Regions from separate parts of the Mus musculus genome. Here region 2 is linked to region 1. A link is a contact called in public HiChIP or PLAC-seq data. All regions are on one chromosome and are shown on one strand. Each heading gives the region's core, a stretch centred on a gene start, on an enhancer-like site or on the middle of the called end of the contact. The rest is flanking DNA. Distances are from core to core; before and after follow the strand shown.

The links. HiChIP or PLAC-seq counts read pairs in DNA pulled down with a chosen protein or histone mark.
Region 2: a contact with region 1 is called in an H3K27ac HiChIP or PLAC-seq map of embryonic stem cells, with 3 times the contacts expected there. The contact joins the enhancer-like site here to the promoter of Rtn4 in region 1. A contact is called at or near these places in 3 of 39 promoter capture datasets (3T3-L1-derived adipocytes, hippocampal neurons and stem cell-derived epiblast-like cells), 5 of 115 datasets of contacts at active chromatin or transcription factors (embryonic forebrain, embryonic stem cells, extraembryonic endoderm stem cells and 1 more) and 2 of 9 other capture datasets (embryonic stem cells and liver).

Annotation. Positions count from the first base shown.
Region 1 is chr11:29,691,541-29,694,240 of GRCm38.p6, forward strand. It overlaps Rtn4 (reticulon 4), which reads left to right and starts at 1,358. Exons shown (of 9, transcript NM_194054.3): 1 at 1,358-2,153. The coding sequence starts at 1,649.
Region 2 is chr11:30,753,729-30,756,428 of GRCm38.p6, forward strand. No RefSeq gene overlaps it. Among named protein-coding and RNA genes, the nearest start is that of Psme4, 17 kb to the right of the region's middle. Within about 2 kb of position 1,268, at least 142 of the 459 cell types and tissues checked have an H3K27ac peak or open chromatin away from gene starts, as enhancers often do. A contact at or near this core is called in embryonic stem cells, extraembryonic endoderm stem cells, hippocampal neurons and 2 more, where this site is marked.

The DNA.
Region 1 (2,700 bases), core at 108-2,607:
ATCCAAAATACTATCAATGCCAACATAAAACCAATGTGAAACAGAAATTATAACATTTCTTATAAATTCTGGGAATGTAGTGTGTATTTTATTCACAGAACACACTTCATTTCAGTGCTCAGGAGCTAAAAGCAGCCAGTTGCTTCAGTACTAGACAGTGCACATGTAGACTGAACAATTGGAATGCAGGCAATCCTCTCTCCAGAGTAGGCATGCAGCCAGTATTTTTGAAAAGTGTATAAGAAAGATAAAGGGACTCTGCAAACCTTGAAGCAAAGTTTTCTATGTTCTACCGTTTTCTTTCTTTCTTTCTTTCTTTCTTTCTTTCTTTCTTTCTTTCTTTCTTTCTTTCTTTTGATTTTTTGAAACAGGGTTTCTCTGTGTAGCTTTGGCTGTCCTAGAATTCACTTTGTAGACCAGGCTGGTCTCGAACTCAGAAATCCACCTGCCTCTGCATCCCAAGTGCTGGGATTAAAGGCATGTGCCACCACACCTGGCTACCGTTTTCTTTAAAGTGTAGCTTTGGGGGGGTGGGGGTGGGGGGGACCGCACATCAGGAGACATGCCATTCCAGCATATCAAACCAGTGAGTGTAGGGCTTCCCGACTCCTAGGAAGCCTGAATCATCCGGGATGTTGACTCATCAGCCTGAGGTGAGTGAAAAATAGTGAACCAATTTTGCCTTCCAAGGCATCTATTTCAACGTTCCTTCCCCCTTCTCCCTTTCTGGTGACTCATTCTCCGTGCACTTTTAGAGTCCAGCAGAATGCAAGGCCGAAAGCATTCTAAACAGTGAGCCCAGAGCTCCGGGTAATCTAGCACAGCTGTTTTGCCTACCTCATTCCAGGCCTGCAGTCTAGAAAGGGAGGGAACTTGAAAGTGTCAAATAAATGTTTTGTTTTTCTTTCTCCTTTTGAGGTGGTGGTAGTTATGCGTTGGGACCATGTCTGAAAATAAGTCTTTTATCTAAAAAAATCCGTAAGACCTAATTCAGTCTTGTTAGTACCTTTCTCCACTTTTTTTTTTTTTTTTCCCTTTTCGGGGAGGAAACTTTCCACTCCTAGGTCCCCAGGATAACGCCCTTCCACAGGCTTCTTGGAAAACTCTCCAAATCCTGGGACCGCAGCCCGCCCCCTTTTGGTAGACTAAAATCCCGCTGTAGGCAAGGCCAAGTCCCCGCCCCATTCCCCAACTACACTAGGTGGGGGTGGATCCCAGCTCCAAACCCCGCCCTCCGAACGCCACCAAGGAAGTATGGCAGGCTCCGCCTGCACCCTATTTCTATTGGACAACCCCGTGATCCATCTTCTCTATCCCGCAGCCTATTGGCTCTCTGTCCCCCGCGCCAGCCAGCCCTCCCCTGCCGGGAAGGTGAGTCACGCCAAACTGGGCGGAGAGTCTGCCCTCCTCTCTCAGTTGCTCATCTGGGCGGCGGCGGCTGCTGCAACTGAGGACAGGGCGGGTGGCGCATCTCGAGCGCGGAGGCAGGAGGAGAAGTCTTATTGTTCCTGGAGCTGTCGCCTTTGCGGGTTCCTCGGCTTGGTTCGGCCAGCCCGGCCTCTGCCAGTCCTGCCCAACCCCCACAACCGCCCGCGGCTCTGAGGAGAAGTGGCCCGCGGCGGCAGTAGCTGCAGCATCATCGCCGACCATGGAAGACATAGACCAGTCGTCGCTGGTCTCCTCGTCCGCGGATAGCCCGCCCCGGCCCCCGCCCGCTTTCAAGTACCAGTTCGTGACGGAGCCCGAGGACGAGGAGGACGAGGAAGACGAGGAGGAGGAGGAGGACGACGAGGACCTGGAGGAATTGGAGGTGCTGGAGAGGAAGCCCGCAGCCGGGCTGTCCGCGGCTCCGGTGCCCCCCGCCGCCGCACCGCTGCTGGACTTCAGCAGCGACTCGGTGCCCCCCGCGCCCCGCGGGCCGCTGCCGGCCGCGCCCCCCACCGCCCCTGAGAGGCAGCCGTCCTGGGAACGCAGCCCCGCGGCGTCCGCGCCATCCCTGCCGCCCGCTGCCGCAGTCCTGCCCTCCAAGCTCCCGGAGGACGACGAGCCTCCAGCGCGGCCTCCGGCGCCAGCCGGCGCGAGCCCCCTAGCGGAGCCCGCCGCGCCCCCTTCCACGCCGGCCGCGCCCAAGCGCAGGGGCTCGGGCTCAGTGGGTGAGTGCTGCTGCGCGTTACGCCCCTCCCTCTTTTGTGTCTTGGCCCGGGGGAGGAGGGGACGGGCAGGGCTGCTCGGGACCCTAGGGCTTTGTCTACGAGTGGCAGGGTGATGGCGCCCCCGCTGGCGGGAGGCGGGCAGAAGGGTGGGGCGGCCTCGGAAGCCTGGGTGCCTTCATTGTTTGTCGGGGTTTCGGGGAGCACGTGCACCGCTGCCAAGTCGCTGGTTCCCATTCCAGCACGAAGTTCTCGCCTATCAGCAGCTAGGAGTGTGTTGAAGAACTAGGATGGTGGATTCCTTGGGCTGGGCTGGGCTGGGCTGGGCTGGGCTGGGCTGGGCTGGGCTTGGAGGTGGGAATGGGAAGGCTGTGGTGCCCTAATCCCTTTATTTAAAGGATGGGCGTTTGTCGACCACTCTACAGTTTTTTTATTTTTTAGGGCCTGCCTTCCTTCCTGCCGGGCGTCGGGGGATCCCCTTGCACTAATCCCCTGTTTCTTTCTCCCTTTATTGGTGGGGAACTGGCCGAGCTGCTAACGTCTATACAGT
Region 2 (2,700 bases), core at 18-2,517, 1.1 Mb after region 1:
CTCAAGGGAAGAATGTAAGAGCCAACGTTAATCTGTAAGCCCCATCTACCCAAAAGCCAGGTAACTTCCTGGGATGCTGGGAATTGTAGTTTTTGGAAAATAACGGTGTCCCATAAGAAATACTGTGGCTGTGTGTTGTTGTCTTTAAAAAGACCCTACAGGACATGCCTCATCACCACTTGCTGGGAGTCCCAGAGAGTAGACCTAACCAGAGTCCATCCTGGTCAGTAATTAATGCTTGCTTCATATTTGGCTCAAAGTCATGGAACTGGTTTTTCTCTTGTGAATCTCAGGATTAATACTTGTCCACATTTTGTGCAAGGTCGTGGTAGTACTTGAGGCATAGGGCCAGTTCCTTGCCCAGTGGTTAGCATTTCCACAATTGGATACGATCTTGGGGATGCTGCTAAGTTCTGCCATTTGTTTATTTAAAGCTTTGCTTATTAAACCTTTTAAATGCTATATTCTCAGATCTCTGAGGTGTTTGAGGGTCATTATTTACTTGTTTTTAGTTGACAACATATACAGAAGTCTATATAAAGGTAGATATAAATTGGTCTCTTCTACCAAGCTTTGTTTCTGTAAATGAATTGTATTTGTATTTAGCATGATTATAACCATAGTTCTGAACACATTAAAGAATTTGATTATTTGTAATGTGACTGATGTGCACATCTTAAGTTATCTTTAAAAGTTTACAAGTTAGCAGTTTTTACAAGATTCAAATTTTATAGTTTTATCCTTGTTAAATTCTAGGCTTCAAAATTTGAATGGAAGATGTTTGTTTGTTTGTATAACATGATTTTAATATTTTTCAACTGTTCATATTCAACAGGCAGAATAATCCTCTTCCGGGTCAAAATCTGGATTATCACTTGAAGGACGTGTCCAGAAGATGTTAGCACTGATCAGTTTTACTATATCAGAATACGCTGATTCAACAATTACACCACGATTAGTTGAAACATACTCAACCAGTTCATTCAGTGGTGCTCTTTTAATTTCTTTGCTCTTCAAGTCTGAAACAGAGTCCATGAAATCAAACAGTACACAGCACTGTTGTAGCTTCTGGCAGAAAAGCTCTTGCTGTTCATTTGAAGTGGCATCTTTGAGCTGGGGCAGGGGGTGCAGCTCTGCCTGGCTGCCCTGGCTGCCCTGGCTGTGGAACTGCGACGAGCCCTGAGAACGCTTCTGCCTCTGTGCCTTGCGCACCGATCAGGTGAAGCCGTCCACAACTGGTGCGAGTGGCGACGGCGACTTCTCGGCGACCCGGGCGCTCGGCCCCTCCCGCAGCGGCTGGGACAGGCACGGCGGGCCTGCGCCCCAGCACCCCGGGCCCAGGCCGCGCCGCCCTCACGCTCCGCAAGCTGCTCTTTACGGGACAGCGCCTCGCTGCCGTGTCCCCGCGCCAGGCAGCCGCCTCTCGGGGCTGGCGGAGGGGAGGGTGGGGGGGGGGCGGTGGCGTGCGGGCCGCACAAGCTGCTGACGCCCGACTACGAGGGCTGACAGAGGTGAGCCCGAGTTGGACCGCTGGAGCGAGCCTCGTGGCCCCTTAGCGCACGGAGTCCGGACAGGTCTTCAGCTGCTGTCGCCCGCGCTGTCCGCCAGCCAGGAGCCTCCTCCATCTCCGGTCTGTGCGAGCCACTGCTCAGCGCTCGCTCGTTCTCATGTCAGCGATGGACCCCTCCTCGCCCGGGGCGGCCACCAGCACCCAGATCCTTGGAGCTTCGCCCTTGCTCAGCCTCCGGCGCCCACAGAGCACACCCTGGGAGCAACTTGAGAGGGTGGCTGGTACTCGGTGCGCATGCCACAGTTCTTAAAGATACAATATAAAGGTCTAGTCCTCTTAAAAACTGATATTACAAACTGTTAAGGATGATAAAAACACAAGTTACACGCTTTTAGGGATGGTTAAGAAATGTAGCTGTCCAGTGGCCACGGAAAACTGGGTCTGATTAGCCTTCTCAGGGCTGGGGGAAGAGCACAATTCCCCTTTTTTTATTTTTTGAAAGATGAGTGGAAAGGGGACACAAAATTTACTTGTACTCTATGATCCCACCTAGGAAATATGGTGACTAGGCGGCCGTGTCTGCTTAGGTCTGGGTCTATATTACTCCTCCTTACCGGTCTAGTAGAACAAGCGAAGCTTGTTGGTGTTTGTTTGGCACTTGTCTCTGTCTTAGGTCGACAGGAGCTCAAGAATGCCAGTTGCCCACCAGCCTTCAAAAGCACACATTTTCCCCATTCAGACCAAAGCCATGAAGGGCATATGAATATGCACTCAATGCATTTCTTCATAGGTATGAATAACTGCCATGGTGAATAACTGAGCTTGCTGAGGGTGATACTGTGTAAAGGCAACCAATCTGCTTAAGATAAAAAGTCAAAGGTTAAAAGCAACAAGATTAAAGTTGTCTGCAGAAATGTCCCAGGTATTCAATTCAGCTGCTAGTTAGCAAAGATCAGACACAAAGTCTGGCCACCAGGTGTATGGGAGGTGGCTTTGAGAATTGATAGAAATCACTTACTTCTCTGGTAAGAGTGGAGAAGTTTTGTTTTTTAAAAAGCCAATTTTTCAGAGTGTAATACACACGCTCAACAATTCCTTGTCTCATTAGGTTATAAAAAAAAATCCAGTTTTGTGTTCGATACCAAATTCCTTACAAAATGATGTAAAGTTGTTTCCAGTATCAGCTGGCC